2 separate regions of the Danio rerio genome follow, and region 2 is linked to region 1. Evidence: chromatin contacts called from public HiCAR-type data. All regions are on one chromosome and are shown on one strand. The core of a region is the stretch at or near the end of the contact, and the rest is flanking DNA. Distances in the headings are between cores, read along the strand shown. Region 1 holds the start of gfra1b (gdnf family receptor alpha 1b). Region 2 overlaps atrnl1b (attractin-like 1b).

Region 1 (6,515 bases), core at 2,288-4,787:
TGCACCTTTTCCAATATTTTTTCCCCATGGAATTACTCTAGACATGAATGGAATAAGCAAAGAAGCTTATTGTGAGATTAAAATTAATTTGCGTTTGTTATCCAAATATGAAAATAATTTAAATATACAACACCTGTAGTCTGCTGTTACACATACACATTGTCACACATGCAGATACACAGTAAAACAAAGACAAGCCTGTGATGTTCATTCATAATAATTCTCTAATTGTACCAGACTGAGGATTAAAGAACTGACAGCTGATTAAACGGGTATATTTAAGCTTTTTTAAATATATTCTCTTTAACTGTATTAATTGATGTTAAGGAAAGAACAAAGCTGCAATCTTTGAAGCTGTGTTTTTCACTTTTAATTATTTGAATTGAAATGAGCGAGAATGTGGAGGATGTCTTTACATCCCATGTCTTTATGGACTTGCATTTTATTCATTTTTAATCCAAGCCTAAAGAAAACAAAAACCACAGACACTTATTGCTTATTATATCTTAGTGGGTTGTACTGATAACACTTTACAATGAGAACTGTTAGTTAATGCATTAACTAAAAATGTAAGAAGTAATTTGTTACAGCATTTATTAATTTAATGTTTTATAATAAAAATGTTGATCATTGGTTCATGTTAGCACTGTTCCATCAAATAATATTTACTAATATATTGTTTTAAAAAATACATTTATTCATGTTCCAGTTGAGGTTAAGGCAAATCTACATTGGTAAAAATCTAAATTTTTTGTTAATAAAACAATTAATAAAAATACGTTTTGTGTCTTTCTATTTTTAAAAATGTGATTTGCTGTTACTATTTTTATTAGCTGTGAAATTGGCAATAGGTTAGTGGTGTGCTTTACATATTCAGTTGAAGTCAGAATTATTAGCCCCCCTTTGATTTTTGTTTTTTCTTTTTTAAATATTCCCCAAATTATGTTTAACAGAGCAAGGAAATTTTCACAGTATGTCTAATAATATTTTTTCTTATGGAGAAAGTGTTATGTGTTTTATTTCGGCTAGAATAAAAGCAGTTTTTATTTTTTTAAAAACCATTTTAAAGTCAAAATTCCTAGCCCCCAACAATTTTTATTGATAGTCTACAGAACAAACCATCGTTATATAATAACTTGCCTAATTACCCTAACCTGCCTAGTTAACCTAATCAACCTGGTTAAGTCGTTAAATGTCACTTTATGCTGTATAGAGGTGTTCATGGAAAATAATTAATCAAATATTATTTACTGTCATCATGGCAAAGATAAAATAAATTAGTTATTAGAAAAGAGTTATTAAAACTATAGAAAAGTGTTGAAAAAAATCTCTCGGTTAAACAGAAAGTGGGGGGGAAAATAAACAGGGGGTGACTAATTCCACTAACTTCAACTGTAAATATCAAATATATGTCTTTCTATTTACAATTTAGGTTCAATTCAATTATACAAATTTTAAGTAAATACTTTGAAATATTTACAAGCATTTCTAAGTGAAATTTGTGTGAAATTAATTTTTCATTGAATAAAATAAAATCTATTCTTTTTACTTTTTCATCAGTTAGTTCAGTGCTGTGTATTTTAATGCTTATCTATATAATTAGAAAATGCTTATCTTCCTTGTTCATATAATTATAGTTAATAGCTAATAGAACACTGTATTTTACTTTTCGCATGGCAACATAATACCAAACTCTTTTGAAATCCATTGCTTGTCTAGTCTCTATTGGGTGTGGAGTACTATTTGTGTCCCACTCTGAGATGCAGTCTTCAAAATGAGTTTCCACGATAGTTATAATGCTGCCCATGTAGGCAGTTGGCGGCGAGGCATCTTACTAGGTTTTGGAACAGAGCTACTGTCTGTCACCATGGAGATTTACCGCAGAACTTCAATAGTCAAGCAAAGCTCAGATTGAAAGATGCAGTCAGATCTCACTGAGGTTCAACAAGGGAGGAACAGCGCCATCTATAGGACCAAACTAAACCTCCATAAAACAACACCATTGGAATGCATTAGACATTGACTCTTTTCCAAGGACATCACTGAAACCTGTTCACTCAAATCTCTAACATCCATTACAAAGCACATTTTCATAAATGACCGATGCAGACGGGCCATTCACTAGACACCATTTAGATTCATTCATTTTGTGGAGGCTTTCATCCACAGCCAAGTGAGCATGTTTTTTATTGAAAATTACATAAAATAATGGTTGTTTTTTTATTATTGATGATTCAGTGTAGATCCTTTATATTCCAAGCACTCTTAAAAAGAAAGGATCTTTATACATATTACATATCACATTCATACATATAACATTCTAAAGCATTTCTGCATACATTATGGTGTAAAAATTGTTTTTAGACTATTACTATATTCTTTAGAAGAGAAAAGTTTTAATTATTATTATTTGTATTATTAAAAGTTTGTTGTCTAAAATGTTCTTTGGGTTGCACAAAATGATTTTTCTATGCCTTTATTTTTTCAGTGTGCATATAGACATGCATAGATTAACCATACAAAAAGCTGGTAAATGATTTGTACTCGGCGTTAAGTGACCGTGAAACAGACATATTAACATCAGACTTACCTGATATGATGGGAGCCAGACGAAAAATATCAGACAGACGGCTGTTTACGGGCTCATATGGCGAGTCTTCCAATAAGTCATTAGCTGCAAGCAAAAAAAGTAAAATAGTAAAAAAAAAAAAAAGAAAAAAAAAAAGGAAAGGAAACAATTAAAAAAAAACTACAACTTTTGAAGTTTATACACTTTGTTATAAATGTCCTCTTGTCCAGCATTCTCATGACTTAAAGAGATCGGAATGGATTCTGCTTACCCTGTAAACTTTGATATATACTCCAGAAGATGCGCAGGCAGTTCTTTTCTTTCTTCATTCCTCTCCTGCACTTGCAGTCATACAGAGGACTCTGTTTCATCGACTCTATGGCGTTCCTGCACTCGTCCTGCGCCTCTGGTTCAGCCAGCATGCTGAAGTTACCGGTTCTCCCGGCAACACACTGTCTCATAGTGCGGTACTTGGTGCTGCATCCGTACTTTCCCAAACACTGTTCATGAGCCCTAACGCAGTCCAGCCGAACCGAGCGAGACTGTGCGATCGCATCTGCCTTTGAGAAGTGCACTAAATCTGTGCGGGGAAAAGACAAAGTTAGACGTGAATACCATAGAATAGGAAAACTGGTTGGCAGAGTATCATCACAATGCTCTAATTGTTTAATGAAGATGATAACACTTACCTTCTAAGTTAGAAGACCCAATTCAAACAATTAGAGACAACTTATATGATAAAAGACAAAGACACTCAAATGTTTTATTCTAGTTCCGGCTAAAAATTTAGTTTTCGTTTCAGGCATTGTAATAATAACATTGCAACTCGTATGCATCTTAATTACAAGTGCGTTTCGTACAGCTGTAAGCCGCAAACAAACGTTGGAGCACATGGATTTCAACTTACCAAGCACAGGAAACATTATCCAAAAAGTTGCGAATATCATCGTCGCTTTATTCAGATCCATTCAGAGAGCAGAGAAACTGGTTAAATACGACATAGAACAAATTCCACAATAAATCCATTGCGCGCCAGCTGCGCACTGGCGAGGAACAAGTGATCAGACATCATATACACATCCGGACAGACTCCAACAAGCGCCGAGTGCTGCTGTGGTGGACACACCCCACGAGGAGATAATAAAAAAAGCAACAGGCTATTGAGAATTTAAAAAAAATAATACTAAGATTAAAAAACAATGAGTTATATTTAGACTTTTGATTTCTTCTTTATCATATCTTCAACAATCGTTTAAAACAACGGCTTGCTTTAAAAATATACAAGAACATTACAAAATTAATAAAAGTTAACGTCAGTCCACATTACATGTCAAACATGGGTGCTGTTTCGCTCTCAGTTGACCGACAATATGCATGTAAGGTCGAAGAACGCGCACTCTGTGGGAGAACACTGCGCATGTGCTCGGGTCTGGAGAAGGTCGGTCCTTTTGGCTCAGTTAGACAGTAAGTATTCGCTGATTAGGCACCATTAAGCACTTTACTTAATAAGAATTATCCAAAGACTGTCCAAGCATAAATGGAATCCACTTTGCGATCCATATCTGACACCCTGTGTGCGAATTATTGTCTGTCGACGTTTTTTTTTACCTTCCTTCCTCCTTGACACTTTTAGGTTGGTTTCGCCTATACACAAATTGTCCTCTAATGTTTAATGTGAATTATGTAGACAAACACAAAGTGAAGCTGTTTCTGATATGTAAATGTAATAACTGATAAAGAATGTCATTAATTATGTTATCATTGTACGAAACAGCGTTACCTCGAGGACAGGTGAAGGCATCTTTAATGTATAGCGCATTAATGAAACGTCTTTGGAAAATGAGAACACACTCTTTTTAGACACTCAACCTTTAAACCACGTCAGTTTCTGTGTTCAACACAGCTAACAAAAGCAAATATGACGTCATTTAGCAATTGTTTGCTCTTATATGTTGCTTTTAGGGTAGCTTACTCAGAAATTATGAAGCCATCACTTTAGGGCTACCCGTTAAGATTTCTGTGTTATTTATTTATGCCTTTTGTATGATGAAAACCTCTCATAAAAAAAAGTTTTATTTCTTATTTGAGCGAATGGCGGAAATAAAAGCATGAGCGCCACCTGTGTACTAAAGACTAGTATAACAGCTGGCAATTCTATTCATTCAGTGGAGCAGTAGTACTTAGGAATGTCTAAATGTGCATATATAATCCATATTAATAATAAAGTTATATTATGCATATTCAGGATATTTTATTATTATTTTATTATTTTATTAATCCATTATTATCAGAACTAATCATTTAACATATTTACACTGATGTAAAATGTTCTCAGATCACTAATAAACTTTACACTTTGTAAATATGAATCAGAAGACTAGCAAAACAAAGCATATAATTACAGTCAAATTGATGAAACATCTGCCATGTGGTCATTATATCTTCATGCAGTGCCCCTGCAAGTCATTTCACTTTTTTATCTCTCAGATTGATCTATAAATGTTGATCCAATCATGTTTCCTTTATGTATGTCATATAGCAATTGATTTATCCTGGGTTGTTAACAAGCTCAATTCCACTAAAATCCAACAGACATCTGTTTTTTCTGTTTAATGACATTTTCAAAAAACATGAAGAATTAATTACACAGAGCTTAAATCATTAGCAATTGCCTGACATGCAGTAAACCAGTAAAACTAATGAGATTGCATAGGCATACTAAACTTGATTAGAAACTCAATATGTGATCAATACTTACCTTTAGGTTGTGTGAAGTCTAACCATCTAGGAAATGAGCTCTGCTGGATTTATTGTTGGTTAATCAAAGACATTGTCGGATGCCGATGGATAATGTGAATAACAGCATCACACAAAAGATGCACCATTGATCCAGCCATGCTTTTGCAGACAATTACCTTTCTTTGAAACCTGGCAATAAATCTGTCAGAGAGACAGAAAGCACATAGCTAAAACATTTCCTGAATGGAATTTGCTGACTCTAATTGATGATTCGTTCACATTCACAGGCCACTTTATAAGGCACACCTTGTTAGTACCAGGGTGAACCCTTTTGCATTCAGAACTGCCTTTACCTTTAACTACCCTTCCAAGAAAAAAAATAATGTTTGGATTGCATTTCTTAACTCCTAATGTCGCTAGTTAACACGCTCAATGCATTGTTTTCAACACATCCCATCATTTCTAAAATATCAGTCTTTACCAAATGGTGGAATCATATTAATACATATAATATCAAAAATCTAAAAATGTGAAGTTTAAGACCAAATTATTAAAAAAATTCAAAATAAAACATTTTTGAATAATTAATAACCTTTTTTTTAAGTATGTCATGAAATATTTCAGATTCTCATTTAACATATTTTCTTTTTTACAATAAAACCAAAATAAAGTGTAGTAGTGCAACAGTTTGTTTGATTTTTCTTTTGTAAACCAATAATGTTGTGTGTGTAAGCCATTATATAAAATGGCTTACAAAAAGTCTTTAAATGACTTTACAGTCATTATTTAAAACAGTAAAAACATGGTCAACCATTTGGTAGGGGTATACACACACATACAGTGGGTATGAAAAGTATTCAGATCCTCTTAAATCCTTTATTTTATATTTCAGTCATTGGCTAAAATCATTTACGTTCATTAACATTTTTCTCATTAATGTACCCTTTTCTAGTCTAATGGACCTCAGACTTGGCCGGGCCGAAGGTTTACATTTCAACAAGACAATGACCCTAAGCACAAGTCTAAAAATGTAAAACAACTCCGTGGCTTTTCTTCAATTGCCCAGCCAGAGCCCTGACCTAAACCAAATCGAGCATTTCTGGAGAGACCTAAAAATGTCTGTCCACCAACGTTTACCATCCAATTGGACAAAACTGGAGAGGGTCGGCAAGGAGGAATGGCAGAGGATCCTCAAATCCAGGTGAGA
Region 2 (6,515 bases), core at 1,254-3,753, 190 kb before region 1:
AATATATATATATATTCATTAAGAAAAAGCAGGGTGGGAGTTTTATGCAATTACAGCATTTTTAAACACTTTTAATAAGCCTGTTACAATTTACGACCTTTAAAAGGATCTTAAATCTGAGCTGAAAAATCATAGTCATGACATTAAATATTGCACTCGCTTCTAAACATGTAGATCTTCCTTAGTATTTTTTCCATTATAAATATCTAAAAACGCACACAAGATACATGTACTTGAAATGCAAAATAAATAGTAATATTTTTTGTGATTTCACTAAAAAGTAGAATGTTTTAAAGGGCGAAGCAAGATATGTGGATATGAAGATTTGTAAAGACAATCTTTTTTAATTGGTAACAAATTCACCAATTGATCATTTACATTTTACATTACATCTACAATATGGTATACTTTTATCTAAAGTAATTGTCAATGGAGGACAATTGAACCATCAAAGCAAAGTTTAACAAGTCTAAAAAAGAAGTCATAGCAATGTTTTTAAAGTTTTTAAACTATTTATTTTTTTGTAAAATGAATGAATGAAGAGTTCAGATACAAAAACCTTTAAGTGCCATCTGAATTTTTTTTGAAAATAAATTGAATTCTCAGCCTCCTTTGTTTATGTTGAAATTTTTCACTTTAAAGACCAGGAAAAGGACTTATTCTTTGCCATAAAAGTGATATTATCGGAAACCGATGCAAACACTGGGAGAACCTGCAAACTCCACACAGAAACGGCAGTTGGTCCAGCTGGGACTCAAACCAGCGATCTTTTTGCTGTGGGGTGACAGTGCTAACCACCGAGCCACCGTGCCATCCCTTTTTAAAATTTATTTAATTATAATAATAGTAATAATAATAAGAATAATAAAACAAATTATTATGTTAACATAATATGTTATTATGTTTATGTTAATTAAAAATTAACATGTAACAATAAGCAAATACACTGAAGAATATTTTGGGCAAAAAACAAAACAAGTAAAAACAAAAAAAAGAAAAGAATAAAAACACTAGTACAATCTTACATACAGAAAGTGCTGGCAGCTAGCTCTCTGCAACTCTCACATGGTCACCCACTGAAGTTAAGCAGGGCTGTGCCTGGTCAGTACCTGGATAGGAGACTACATGGGAAAGCTAGGTTGCTTGAAGTGGGGTTAGTGAAGCCAGCAAGGTGTTCAACCTGCGGTCTGTGTGGGTACTAATGCCCCAGTATATTGATGGGGACTCTATACTGCTCTGTGAGTGCCGTCTTTCGGATGAGACGTTAAACCGAGGTCCTTGTCATTAAAATTCCAAATAGGGGTTTAACCCCGCATCCTGGCCAAATTTGACCTCTGGCCTCCTAACCCTCCCCATATCATAATTGGCTTCATCAGTCTGTCTCCTCTCCACCAATTAGCTGGTGTGAGGTGTGCAGTCTGGCACAATATGGCTGCCGTTGCATCACCCAGTTGAATGCTGCAAACTGGTGATGGATGAGGAGATTCCCCCCAAAAATGTGTAAAGCGCTTTGAGTGTCCAGAAAAGCGCAATATAAATGTAAAGAATTATTTTTAATTATTAATATAAAAAAATGTATGGTCTACAGGTCTACAATGTGCTGACAAGAACTAGTATTCAGTACCAAGCTGGGAGTAGGGGGTGGGGACTTAGTCAGAAAGAACAGGGTCAAGTTGAAGATTCTGTACATGTTTGCGAATTAGTTCCCACATTTTAATGAAAATAGTGCCAGTTCGGTGAAGAGAGTACCTAATTTTCTTTAATTTCATAAAATAGAAAAGATTTTTTATCCAACAAGTTTGAGAGGGAGGGTAAGGGCTCTTTAGTTCAGAAGAGATAACCGCTTGGCCAGAAGGGTTAAGAAGGCTACAAAGTCTGCAAAATGTGAGGGTAAAGTATGGCCGGGCGGGAGAACCCCCCAAAAAACAATAATTGGACAAGATGGAATATCAACAGTGGTAATAGCAGACAATGAGAGGAAATGTTGTCTCCAAAAGGAAAGCAGGGAAAAACAGGACCAGAACATATGAATCAGAGTAGCTAAACCGGAATGACACCAGTTGCACTCAGGGTCAAGTTAGCCGTTTCTTGACAATAGCCCAGATGTACTAGTCACTTGTTGCAATACACAAACTTCTGAATGGCATCTCTTTTCAATTGTAATCTGCCAGTCAATTTAGGTTTGTGAACAGACAGCGATCACTGTTTAAATCAGCAGGATTAATTTTTTTTTGTCCCAGAGTAGTTGTCTCATCTGTTCTCAACGTGGAACCCTTCTAGACATCTCCTCACCCCTAAACAAATGGTTTTTATTGCAAGCTGAATGAAATCATACGCTGCAGTTGAGGATCTGTCAGCTCCTGCAGTTGAGGATCTATGAACTCCTGCCAGCATAATGACTAACTTTGTGCTTTTTCACTGTTATTGCTGCCATGGTGTTGACCCTGAACACACTTTATGTGTAATGCTTGCTGTTGTCTGGTCTGAGATCCTAAGAGATGTGATTTGGCTGCCGGGGAGGTGGATCAAACCGAAAGAGGTTGACGCATATGGCTCTGATGTGCTCTTTAGGGAGAGTGAACTTTCTGCTGGTATTTGAGAGCGTATTACTCAGTCAGTGAAGTGATATGCCCTGTGAGAGCTTAAAATGATCATTTTAAGCATTTCTTTGTTGTTTCTCATTTGTGTATTTCTTTGCTCCAAACGTGTGGCTATTTTTGTTGTTTGTTGTTGTTTCCTCCAATCTCAATATCTTGCCTTGTTTGAAATTTATATTATGGACAAAATTCATCTTCATATGCTACACTTGTGCATCTGTTGGGTTTTATCTTGCATGTGGATGGATTATGACTGTATCTTAAACTGAATCTAGGATGCAAAGTAAATCTCTGATGTGTATGTAGAGTTTCAACTCAAAATACCCCACAATTAATCAGTGTTGGGCTTGCTACTTGAAAATGTAGTGAGCTAAGTAAACTATTTACAATATTGCTCAACTACACTAAAAGCTACCCTCTGAGAAATGTAGCAAGCTAAGCTAAAAGCTACTTGACAAAAATCTAAGCTAGTTTTGCGATTTTCATTTTTAAATCGAAGCAACATAAATTCAAGTCAATCTTATGTTAGTGATCAATAAAACGGTCAATGAAAGATTCGAGGCATAGTCGTTCAGTTCAACTATTTACTGCAAATAACATGCTGTATCAAACAGAAACAATTTATAATATATAACAGCAAAAACAAAAAATCCAATAAAACCAGGTGTTACACATTTAAAATACTATAGTAATTTATAGTAAAGGGAAATATTTAGGAATAAGCATTATATTGAATATATATTTGCAACTCTTCATTAATGAATTACACTACATAATGTAGTATCATTAGTAACTTCCTTGAGCCAATTGTAATGACTATAATATACTTTGGTCTTTACTACAGTAAACTATATATATAACTGCTCTCCCTCAGTCATCTTTCCATTAAGCAAATTTATTGTGTTAGCCTAATTGGTGGTTGGCGTCTCCGACCAGAGTGAGAGGTGGTAGTAACACACCAAAACGTTTGTTGTTGACCACCGTAACACAGGTAGAAGAAGAAATAGTCATTCTCGCCATCATATGAAATTCACAGCTCTGTGAGTGTCGGTGCCATCACTTTTTGATTTGCGATCAGTAAATGTAGCTTGTGTGGACACATCTGCGCTACATGACTGAAAAAATAGCTTCACTACTGAAAAACTATTTGATTTTTAGAAAGTAGCGATGGTACCACTACGCTTCTGAGAAATGTAGTTAAGCTAGTGGTGACGCTGCTGCCCAACACTGCAAAAAAATGTTTTATAACTCTTTGAATGTGCCCCTTTTAGGCTTTGATCCAAATTGTGCCGTTTTGGTGACTGCCACTTTAAATTCAAATTAGATTGTACTCCTTTTTAAAAGAGGGCGGAGCTACAAATGCTTGCATGTCAGCATAGTGGCATGTTCAAAAACAAGACTTTCTATGCAATGTCCTATGCTAATGAGCGAGAGATTGTCACTAAATATGCAGGGCTTTTCCCCTCTGATGACATGTAGAAAGAGGGAATGTCAATCAAAGTGTTTCTGCTGACATAGCATTTTCTGCAAAAATAAAGTGAATACTTTTTTTCCCTTACCATTAGAAGCTGGTTATACTCCAACGGTTGCCAAACAATTGTGTTGAAATCTCCTTTAAAGTGATTTTTGTATAATAGAGTAAAATAACTTACTGGCAAAAGCTCACTTTTCCTAATGCGTAAAATTCTTTGAAGAAAATCCGAAATACCCATAATCTTCAGAAAAGTTCTGATGATATTTTATTTTTAGATTATAAGTAATGCATATTTAATACCAGCACAGCTACTATGTTTACATCATTAAAACTAAACACATGCTGTAATTCCTGCTGTTCTATAATCACCACCTACCGGCAGAGATTGAAGTGGCTTTTAATCCACACTCTTTGTTATTTTTGATATGTACAAGTATGTATATGTAACATCATTTCACAAAGCTGAAGTGAAACCATTACGTTGTATTTTTCTGGATGTATACAGATAATAAATTCTAATTCTGTTTTTTATTTATTTATTTATTTTTATCAAAAAAGAGAGTTAAATCAACTTAAATGCTTGTCATTCAGAGATACTTTCAACCAAGATTATTTCATCACTACCTTTTTCCTCATCTGTGTTTACTGTATGTCTTTGCAGCTCAGAATTGCTCTGGTTTGCGTACATGCGGCCTGTGTCTGGAACAGCCTGACTGTGGATGGTGTGGAGACCCCAGTAACACCGGCCGAGGGCAGTGCATGGAGGGTTCGTATCGCGGACCCATGAAGAGCCCCTCCAGACACAGTCAAGACATGGTGCTGGAGACGGGGCTCTGTCCAAAAGAGAGAGGCTTTGAGTGGGCCTTCATCCAGTGTCCTGGTAAAAACTTTTACAGTCAAACAATCACTTGCAAACTTGACCTTTAAAGAGCACGGTTTTGTTTTGCCAGGGGTTTTCAAACTGCTGTTCAGGGATGTCCGGGGGGCACAACATGGTGCTACTTGTTCTGAAAACAAATATTTAAATTTGTTATATAAATTATATATTATATTTTCTTTTTAGGACTGTTATTGGTAATGCTTTATTTAAAGAAATTGCCGTTGTATTATTTATTGATTCAAATAGACCTAAGTCATTCTGTTATCTCAGCAGTAGGTCTTCAACTAAAGAAAGAGAAACAAAGTTGTTTAGATTTGTAGCCAAATTAGAGTGAGATAAATGATTTTATACAGATGGCAGCATAATTGTTTCATTAAAATCATGCTAAAATCTATTGACTTACAATCTTTTTTGTTTTATTTGCCAATGGGAACAGTTCAAAAATGTAAAGAAGTATTCAATTGATCTGAATATCCTTTTAGACTTTGGCTTGGAACAGACTCTTATGTTTTAAAACAGTGGTGCCCAATCTTAAAAAACACGAAAGAAAACGCCTCCCGGAGTTTGAAGTCATCCACCCGTGAAACGTTCACTATCCCACGTTCTGAAATGATTCCTCACAGCTAACGTAAACAAACTGTAGCGGCAATTTTGCACACTGTTTTGGAATTTCCCCGCGGTCATTTGAATTGTCGCATGGATTGCGTCATTAAATTTGGAGCTCCTATTGGTTCTTATTGGTTCTTATTGGTTCTTATTGGTTCCTATTGGTTAGCTGTTGTCACACTGCAGGAAAGTGTCTGAAATATTCTGACACTGCCAGAACTTCATCGGAGGAAAAATCTAATCGCAACGGGCACTAAGTGGCTTTGAACATGTCAAACTAATAATCAAAGATAACCGATTTTAGCCTTGGATTTCAGGAATCTTTCAGGATTTACCAAATTTCTCTCAGTTGACAAAATCGTGGAGAAAATCTCACAGTGCAAGTAGGGCTTTACCTTAACGTACCTGCACAGATGTTTCTTGAAGCCTAGTAAGAGCTTGATTAGCTAGGCCAGGTGTGTCTAATTCAGTTACGATTATCATGCCATCGATTTGGTTTAATTCTATATCTTGGTTCATCACGGTGCTTTCCATATTTTACTTTACAGCTCAAGAATTATTGTATTAAAAAAGTACAATTTGTAAATACATTTTCTTTGTATTTGTAATACAATTTTGTCCTTTAATACAAGCAGTCAGATATATGAACTGTACCTTTATTTTAAACGTATCAAACAAAACTACATGGGCAGAACAACATGAGTATTTAAAGCAAATAAACAAATGTAAATGTTCTCCCGCCAATTTGAGCGTTATCAAGCGAGTTGTTAAATGCTAATGATTGGTCATGCGCTAAACAAAAATGGCTGCAATTGCCTCTAACACTCCGTCGCAGTTCTTCGATGAGTGATGCTGATAAACTGCATCGGTGATCACAGCAAATCCATGATGGACACTGTGTACTCGCTCTGTAACTTTCTCGCAACTGGATCCAGAAGTATCGCTGTAACAGCTGAGA

What was found. HiCAR-type assays count read pairs that join an accessible place to other places.
Region 2: a contact with region 1 is called in a HiCAR-type map of caudal fin, with 6 times the contacts expected there. The contact joins the enhancer-like site here to the promoter of gfra1b in region 1. A contact is called at or near these places in 4 of 18 Hi-C or Micro-C datasets (caudal fin, embryo, hematopoietic stem cells and 1 more) and 2 of 4 datasets of contacts at active chromatin or transcription factors (caudal fin and embryo).

What each region holds. Positions count from the first base shown.
Region 1 is chr12:31,585,103-31,591,617 of GRCz12tu, reverse strand. gfra1b (gdnf family receptor alpha 1b) reads right to left here and starts at 3,537. Exons shown (of 9, transcript NM_131731.1): 1 at 3,477-3,537; 2 at 2,841-3,149; 3 at 2,591-2,674. The coding sequence starts at 3,537. LOC141376820 (a long non-coding RNA gene) reads left to right here and starts at 3,899. Exons shown (of 3, transcript XR_012388049.1): 1 at 3,899-4,033; 2 at 6,261-6,509.
Region 2 is chr12:31,776,284-31,782,798 of GRCz12tu, reverse strand. It overlaps atrnl1b (attractin-like 1b), which reads left to right. Exons shown (of 29, transcript XM_692563.11): 18 at 4,733-4,951. Among named protein-coding and RNA genes, the nearest start is that of atrnl1b, 63 kb to the left of the region's middle. Within about 2 kb of position 2,503, at least 4 of the 62 cell types and tissues checked have an H3K27ac peak or open chromatin away from gene starts, as enhancers often do.